Linked DNA regions of Danio rerio: region 1 is linked to region 2. The links are chromatin contacts, called in public Micro-C maps. All regions are on one chromosome and are shown on one strand. The core of a region is the stretch at or near the end of the contact, and the rest is flanking DNA. Distances in the headings are between cores, read along the strand shown.

Region 1 (4,963 bases), core at 1,131-3,630, 160 kb before region 2:
GGTGGGTGTACAAGGTGTTACATTACTCTGTCATTGAACAGAGAAAAGCTTGCATTATTAAATAAACACTTTATTTCTAGGTCTCTGATGTCCTCATTTTAAGGTTTTACCTTGCAAAAGATCAAGAGAATGTAAAGGTTAACGCTCCAGTCTTACTTTTGAGCCCATGTTGAGTTGTGTGAGTGTGAGTGAAGTCTTTGAGTGCTTCTGACATCAGCATTTAGCTAAACTACAAAGCCACCAGAGGCCGGAATTAATGGATCCCCCAGAGCCAATATCTTCATGCACAAGTGCCTGACTAATTGAAAACTGGTCCGATTCTGCTTTGTGGAACAAGTGCAGCAAACCTTTATGTCAGACTATAAAAATAGGGTCCAGAAAAAGGTGGACAAATTCACTGAAACCCTCTAATGGATATAGAGTTACAGCACACATGAAGTTAGACAGTCGGAATGCAAGATTTAAAGCCAGTGCACTTGCAAATCTTTCAATAACCAGGTTTGAGAATTTATGGCAGGGCTTTGTTTGAAATAATATCCTCTTTCTTAAAGAAATGGATTCAGGAACATGAAAGTATTCAATAGGCATTCTAGTTCTTCTCAGTAACACCTGATTAGATAAGATCTAACTGCATGGCATCTTATCTGTTATAGTATACCACCACATATCATGTGGTTTGACAGGATGTCAAGTCATTTATTTAAAAAAAAAAGAAAGTTAAAAATGATGTAGCCTGGAGTGACAATCTTCTGAAGGCATACAGGCAAACAATTAACTTTGCTGCCTAAGTGCATTTAAAGATTAGTCGATTTTGGCTATATTGTACAGGATGCATTAACCTAGCCCTGCACTGTTTTTGTTGCTTTTGGAATGTGGCCAAAGATAATACTCATACATGGGTTAAGTTTTCAGGAAAATCCCTATAACTCATCTAAGGGTGATGCATTGTTTCAAAGCCTGGAGAATTTTAGTCTTTGTTCACAGAAACTTAAAGGGTTAAATTATGAATTTCTATGCAGACAGACAGACAGACAGACAGACAGACAGACAGACAGACAGACAGACAGACAGACAGACAGACAGACAGACAGATAGATAGATAGATAGATAGATAGATAGATAGATAGATAGATAGATAGATAGATAGATAGATAGACAGATAGATAGATAGATAGATAACTTACTCTCAAAATAAAGGTGCTATAGGTCTATAAGCTTAATTTTTGTTCCTCTAACGTTTTTGTGAAAAGTTCTATAATAACCTTTTTTTTTATAATGTGAGGAACAATTTCAAAATCAAAAAGGGAAATAATGTAATTAGCCTACATAACCTGCAATATTATTTTATCTATTTCACACAATGAAGACATGAACGAGGTATAAGACGCGCGGGTTTGATTGATTTAGACTGGCACTGAACTCATGCCCGTCGGCACAGCTGCCTCCATCTGCTGACCTGCGTGTCTGGAGGGGGATAAACTACAGTTTTGACTGGACCTCCTGGACAACACACGCTGCCTGATGTCACACCCCGTGGGAAAACCGCCAGCTTGATGCCTCTTCATCCCACCCAGACTTTCCCCGAGCTTTACTCAACTAATTAGATTTAACAGAAACCGCCGGATGGTGACACGCGCCGTCATCGCCGAAACAAGAGCGAGAGGAAATGTTTGTTTGTGGCTGACAGAAGAGAAATATTTAAGCGTCAAATTTATTTTTTAGATTCAAATCTTCAAAGTCTTTCAAACATTGTTAGGTTATACACTTAAATAAAAATAAACAGTGAACACAGAGTAAACGCATCGCTATTACAAAACAGCAGTTATTTGAGTGTTTATGTGTAGTTCTGTCCATCTGAAGTGATACCCAGGCACGATCCCAGAAAGAAACGCGCAAATCTTGCACTAAAATGAACCCATAATGTACTGAGCAGCTATCACAAGTAAACACCAGCAGAGTTTAGTTTATCGAGAATCTCACCTCAAAACACGGGTCCTTCTGTCCGGAGCTCCAGAGATGAAACGAGGTAAAATATGTAGGTTGTAAGTTAGCGTGGATGAATGCCCGACTGAAGAACTGTCGGACCTGTAGATCTACTACGAATCCAGAAGAAATATACAACAAAAGCGAGCTTGAAGCGTCTGCTAATAAATTCCAGAGACCCCCAAACTGCTGCCCTAATCTCACGTCCCTCTCGCTGGTAGTAGCGCTTCTATAGTTAAGGCTGGAGGAGGGAGGGACACACTCCGCTACAACTTCAACGCCCAGTTTACTTATTTCACTCTCTTCGCCTCCTGCTGCTGTCGATCAATAGATATACTATTATTAATGATAGATCTGTGGTGTCGGTACATTGAGGGACTCTCGCTGACTCCTCCCCGAACACCAATTTAACGCTTTGCTCGTTCAACTTGTGGGCGGAGATTTAATGGTCAAATTGTTTTCACTTCCCTAGCTAGCCCCCCTCAACACCACCACAGATGGCGAGTCAGATAAGAAAAGTATCACGATCCCTTTGTCTGCATGCCCTCAGAGGTCATGACACTGACATTCCCTGTGGCATACATGATATCCCGCCGCAATTCACATCTAGACCACAACTTCTGTCATAACACAACTCTCTATAGGGTCATACAGGAATTATTTAGTGCTTTAAACAGTCTAATTGTCCATGTGAAAGAGTGGAAATTAAGTCTGATTTTGATGCCAGGATTTTAAAATTAATTTTAGAGCAAAATGTGAAAAAATGCAATTGTTGTCTTATTTTACAAATAAGATTAGCAACATGCATTCATAAAAAAGATTGGATGAATTTCATGTCAATCTGCTGCATAACACAGTATGCTAGAGTAATTTGGCAGTTCATTTCGCTGTGGCGACCCCTAATAAACCAGGGACAAAGCCGAAAGAAGATCAGTGAGTGGATTTCCATTTCATGCTGGATATTTTATTTTATTTTTTAAAATAATTTTACTTTGAAAAGTCAAACTGAGTAAATAAATCAAGACAACACTGTCCCCAGCCACCCCTATCAGTATTCTGTCCATACTTGTTGTGACAGTGAGTTGGTACACACTCAGAATTTCGTCAAAGTGAAGGCACCTCTTAAAGTCTGCGTTGTTTAACTACAAGTCCTGTGACATGTGACAGTTCATCTCTGAGATGTCTGTGAGCGTGAGGAGACGTCTCTTTGTGTGAGTGCATATGTCGTCTGCATGTTATTGAAATGTCAGCTCTCTGGTGCTGGTGTCGTGATTTGAGCAGCACAAGTAGGGAGGGGGTCTATCATGGCTGGTGGGGGTGGACAGAAAGGGTACTTCAGGGTCATTTGTGCTTTCTTAAGAGAAGACGTGAGACACACTCTCCCACTTAAGCAGTCCATAAAAAGGAATAATTTACTTTAGCTTGCAGATGAGTGAAAGGAGAATGTTTGTGCTGTTGTATACTGGTAAGACTTGATTTCTTAAGAAATGTCAAATTTTAAATAATGTTGTGGTCACTCTCACTGTAAAAAAATGCTGGGTTCCATTAGTGATTTTTGATTTGTGTTTGGGACAAAATGAGGGAATTTTGAAAGTTAGCTCATTGCAAATTTAAGTGGATTGAAGATAAAACAATTAGGATGTCCCAAAAACTCTTAATAAGTGTGCCTTTTCAGCTCATTTTAAATAAGTTGTTTAAACAAGCAGCAAACATAATTTTTTTGAGTGCTTTTCAGAAAGTAAACCTACACAGGAGCAGTTTCTCAATATGGCATTTCTCTGCCCATTGCTGCCACTGTGAGAAGAAAATGTGTTTATACCTTGCAAATGACATTTTAATAAAAACATTTTATACTTCTAGGAACATGTTATGTATTTTAATCTCTAATTACCAATAAAATATTTTATACCTTAGATGACGCCAATGAGATGCCTTCTGCTGTAGATGCTATACCAACCAATACCAACTATGCTATACCAACCAATCAGGGCTTTTGTTGAGGCAGAATTTCAAAATGGTCAATCGGATTAACCAACAATTTAATTGAAATAAACTTTTCATAACAGTTTCAGTTCATCTGTTAAAATCTTAATTTATTCATTTTTTTCGGCTTAGTTTCTTTATTAATTAGGGGTCGTCACAGCGGAATGAACTTATCCAGCACATGTTTTACAAAGTGGATGCCCTTCCAGCTGCAATCCAACACTGAGAATCACCCATACACACTCTTTCACACACATACACTACGGACAGTTTAACTTATTCAGTTCACCTGCACTGCAAGTCTCAGGACTGTGGGGGAAACCGGAGCACCCAGGGGAAACCCACGCCAACACGGGTAGAACATGCAAACTCCACACAGAAATGCCAACTGACCCAACTGGGGCTCGAACTAGCGACCTTCTTGCTGTGAAGCAATACCCACTACACCACCGTGACGCTCAGTTAAAATCTTAATTTAAAATATTATATTAATTCAGTCATAATATATTATTGATGTCAAATAAGTTATTAATCATAATCATTATATTTTTAGGCCAAAAAATATTTAAATAGGTTTAAGGTACATTAACTCAAAATATTTTGATTATGGACAACATTAGGGTTTACACTGTAGTGTTCAAAGCTCATATATATCCAAATACAGCAGTTCAAATCTTGAGATGTTTTCGTTCTCGCTATGACAAAGATAAAAACGTAAAACTGAAAAGTAAAAAAAAAGTAAAAATAAAAATTATTGTGTCACAAAGTTGATAAAGTTTTTCAGACAAGAATGTGTAAAACTCAAATCTTAATCTTATTAATAAAAAGTTTTAGTTGTTTTCAGTTAAAAAATATTCAGACAATTCGTGGCCATTCAATTCTCATGTACCCAGCTGAGAGCAACCTTACCTTGGCCAGTGCTTCTTGCATCTGACCATGTATCTATGTCTTTATATTTATCAAATTAAATATTATTTAATTCATGTTGTGCATATCC
Region 2 (4,667 bases), core at 2,155-4,654:
CCCCGTGTTGGTGTGGGTTTCCTGCATGTGCTCTGGTTTCCCCCACAAGGCCAAAGACCTGTGGTATAGATAAATTTGGTAAGCTAAATTGTCCGAAGTGTATGTGTGTGAATGAGTGTGTATGGATGTTTCCCAGTGATGGAATGCAGCTGGAAGGGTGTCTGCTATGTAAAACAATAGCTAAATAAGTTGGCGGTTCATTTTGCTGAGGCAACCTCAGATTAATAAAGGGACTAAGCTGAAAAAAAATGAATGAATGATAAAAAAAAGATAATAATAATAATAATAATAAAACTAAAAATATATATAATTAATACAAATGTCCAAAAATAAATATACTGCAATATTCAATAAAACTGTGAAATCTACTTGATGTTTACTTTAAATGTGGCTGTCGGTTGCACTTTTACTTGATGCTGGGGATTTTTATGGATGTCTCCAAATCCAGAATCTTTATTTAAATGTCCAACCCCACAGTTAAATAGAAAGACTGAGAAAAACCTAAATAGAATAATTAACACCAACTAAAACACCTCGTAACTATGCTTACAGTACATCTAAAACAAAACATTTAATTGAAAACTGCATCTTCAAGTGCAGCGTGTTCTTACACATGCAAGCAAAGTTACAACAAGTTTACTGGTTTCCAACATGGAATGTTGTTGCACATAAAACCTTTTTTTAGAAAGCTCCCCCAAACCTAAATTTCCCTTATGAAATAGAGCTGCCTATTAAGTTTCTGCTGTGGGCCTGTCTTGGCAAAGCGGCTCTCGAAAACACAGTGGCATCCCATTTTTAGCTGGCTCCAAAAAGCATCAGTTTTCCAGCAAGGAAAAAGACAAGTAAAAGCAGAGGAACATCTGTATCCTGGCTCATTCCAGTCAGAGACACGTCCTGGGAGGTCTGCCAGCTTTAACCTTTTATGGACCTCATGGATAATCTACAGCTGAGCCCAAACTCAATTCTGACCCATTTCCACATCTGTGCTTTCATTATAGACAGATGTCACCGTTCTGACAGCAGAGCAGTGACCCTAATAATATCCCAGAATGTGTTTGTTAAATACTTTGCTTTTTTGTTCAGGCCACACTGTGCTGTGATGAAGTTTGAAAAGAATCTTGCTAAACAGGTTATTCTAATCAACATTTAGTACAAGTGACTTACATTTTCATTTTGTTATTTAGAAGACGCTTTTGTCCAAAGCAACTTTAAATCGAGGCATTCAGTGATTCAACAAGAAGAGACAATACACATGATGAGTGCTAATTAAGTAATTTACTAGCATAAAATGCATGCAATTTAATGTCAAATTGATGGTTGACTGTCTCAAGTTTGAGATTGGGGGTTCCTGCCCATTGCAATGAAAGACATGTGACGCATGTACAAAGTTTTCCAAATGTTTGTGTGCTAACGGAAAATATGACTACATCCCAAAGCAGAATTGCACCAAAGCACATTATAATCTAAATTCTCCTCCATATCTGGTCTCTGGAGGTACCTTCTTCTAATCAAATTTTAAAGGCAGCATTGATGTATCTTTCATATCGATAATCCATAATTCTGTGCATTAATGAGCATAAACTATAATGGAAACGTAAATTCCAGCAAGTTGATAAAAAAAAAGCATGTGATTTTGTTTTAACAGATCTTGTGATAACATAAACAGCTTTAATGGATGTGGCATGGCATTAACAGACAATCCAGCAAATCAACCATGTTTTTGTCATTCTAAAATCCCTTAGCCAAAGTCCATCATTAAAGTGGTACAGTACATCCAGAACATTCTTGCTCAGTGTTTTACCAAAGACTATAGAATACGCAAGACATGTCAATAGTATAGTTTTGAATTATGAAAAGTGTATGGTGCCAATATGGCCAATAAAGACCGAGGAACACCAATCATCGATCGCTATAGATGGACGATTCTCCAGAGGAGGGGCTTGGACCAGACGTGAGCTTCGGCAAATTTTGTCTGATTCGATCATTTACAAATTAAACTAAACATACAGTTAATTGTTATTTGTAATATGAATGTAGTTTTAAGCTTGGCAAACAATTTTGAACAATTTGATGTTTTCCTATTCAAACAGAATGCCCGAGCTTACTGCCTGAGAGGCGTTTCAAAGATGGCCGCCAAGTGAAATGACTTGCCTTAAAGGGATTTCAGTTGTATTCATACATGTTTTATGGAATATTCTAGTTTTGGCAAAAGTCTAATTCGCATCTTTGCAATTATAATTATATAATAAAAATATTTTGTAAAACGTGGAAGTCAAACAGGCACTAACAATATGTGAGAGATAAATCTTTTTGTTCTATATAAAAAACTACAGTGACCGAACACTTTGAAACTGACTGCAATACTTTTGTGAATTGTAAGATTTCAGCTTCTGCTGGAAAATGTTTATTAGCTGAAAAAAGGCTATGAAAGAGCTCAGTCAAAGCATTAATTTATTAATATAAAAATGTGTATAACTAATGTTATTTAAACAAATGGTGAGAAAGGTTTACATCAGATTTGTTGTCTGCATTTCAATTCAGTTTTATTTGACAAATAAGAAAACTTTATATCATAACATGCAACAAATCATGTCTGAGAAATAACAATAGGACAATATATTGAAGTAAATGAATTACAATGTTGGTGTTAAAACATTTTTTAAGACGGAGAAACCATATGGGGAATACCATATGGAACATATTGAATCGTAAATTTAGTAAAACTCACGACAAACATTGTCATGACTTTCTATAACATTTGGTCGACTTCTATTAAAACTCAGGCCTCAATCACAATTTTATAGTTCCCTAATATTTGGAGGTGCAGCGGGACTGTGAGGATAACACAAAACACGTGCATAAGCTGCTAGAACGCTTCTTTTTAATACCAACCAGCCTCGGTATAGTAACACGAAGACAACTTGTTCATAAAGAGACTCCCAGTTTCTAAAGAAGCTCAACCGTCATTTAATAACCACAGCTGCGCGTGTGTGCCGTATAAGCGTATTGCTGTAAGTCGCTGTAAATTCAGCGGTAACTTCAAGAACGCATTACAAACTGTGCAAGCTGCCAGTGCCACATCAGCGGACATTTAAAGCTGAATACAAAGTAGAAAACACACTGCAACAACTTCCACCAAACTAGTTTTACATGACAGAAAGCTATACCAGGGCTAGAAGCGTCACATCAGGACCTACTAAAAAGTTAGTAGCTTTACGTGTTGGCACTACTTCAAGCCAGCAGCAAGTTAAATCACTTTACTATAATCTGTATTTACCATTTTATTGATAAAAGGGAAATCATTTACCTGTTTTGTGTCAAGTCGCAGCGAAGATCCGTGGAGCAGCTGTCAGTTAGTTCGCTGTTGTGCTACTAACAGTCTGAACAAAAAGAGAGCAGCTCACGAGAAACCACATTAACCCTTTACTAGCCAGACGAACAGCCGCTTATGATCACTATCATGATGACCAGTTTCCGCCAAACCCCGCCATTGGAAGTTACTCCCACTACTTTAAAAGTATGCATTTACTATTTATTAAACAAACCAAACTCGAGCAGTCAGTGCTATTAAATGTTTTAATGACAGGAGTGTCAAATAGTTTGTTAGATAATAGTTTGTAAACTGACTTCACCACCACACGTGCTGCTTTACAGCTTCAAACGAAATAATTCTAAACTCTCCTCGCTAAGGATCCTTTCACAGCTAGCATTTTGTGTAAATACTTAAATATTTAAGATCTTAACGTGTTGATAATCCAGCTTTCTGGATTGTGTCACAGCAAAATCTGGTTCAAAGTCTTTTAGAATTTAGGGGTATTTTTTCTATATAGTTTCTATAACGTTACTTTTTTATTATTATAAAATTTAAGATTAAAGTCTGTTAAATTATGTTTAAATTAATTAGCTAGACATGTCGCTTCACATACAGTAAAATGTAATTAAGTTACTCTGCTGAAGGGATTTTCTCTACTAAAATACTGTGAAAGTCTGACCAATTGTTGCAAAAAAAAAATAATTATGATAAAAAATTAATCGATAGATGGATGGCATGTGCAACACTGCCCTCCTCCGGCCAAAAGGGGAAACAACCATGCTAAAAATAAATTTATATATATATATATATATATATATATATATATATATATATATATATATATATATATATATATATATATATATATATATATATAATTTAAAAAAAGCTTAGGCTGCTAAGTTGTTGTTTCAGCCAATAATATCTGAATGCAGCCTTTATGATGCATCATCTCAGACACAATGAAGCTTGTGAAATCACTGGTTAGACCCTTTTCGTTTTCATTTCAGTTGTATTGGAGGTAATAACCTAAAAGAAAAAATAATAATTCTTAAAAAAAATAAATAAATAAACTGGAGCTGCGTTTAATTGCAAACATAAATATTTACTATTGAACAGTTGTAGATAATGTTTAGGGGATATTTATTTACAAATATAAATGCTCAAGAAGGCACACATCTTAGAAATACCAATACAATGCAGTTCCTAGAATACTTTTAATGGGTTACAGTGCAGCAAGGTCAAATGACTTTAATGCAACATAAGCCCATAACTGAAACCAAAGCAATGTTATTTTAATAGAACTGGGGAACTATTGCAGTTTCATTATTTGTTTGAATTGGTTTATGTTTTT

What was found. Hi-C and Micro-C count contacts between places; a contact is called where the count stands out from the background.
Region 1: a contact with region 2 is called in a Micro-C map of caudal fin, with 4 times the contacts expected there. The contact joins the promoter of tspan18b here to the promoter of cd82b in region 2. A contact is called at or near these places in 2 of 18 Hi-C or Micro-C datasets (caudal fin and an unstated tissue).

What each region holds. Positions count from the first base shown.
Region 1 is chr18:29,172,676-29,177,638 of GRCz12tu, reverse strand. tspan18b (tetraspanin 18b) reads right to left here and starts at 2,380. Exons shown (of 9, transcript NM_001002439.2): 1 at 1,981-2,380.
Region 2 is chr18:29,011,881-29,016,547 of GRCz12tu, reverse strand. It overlaps cd82b (CD82 molecule b), which reads right to left and starts at 3,404. Exons shown (of 9, transcript NM_212663.1): 1 at 3,308-3,404.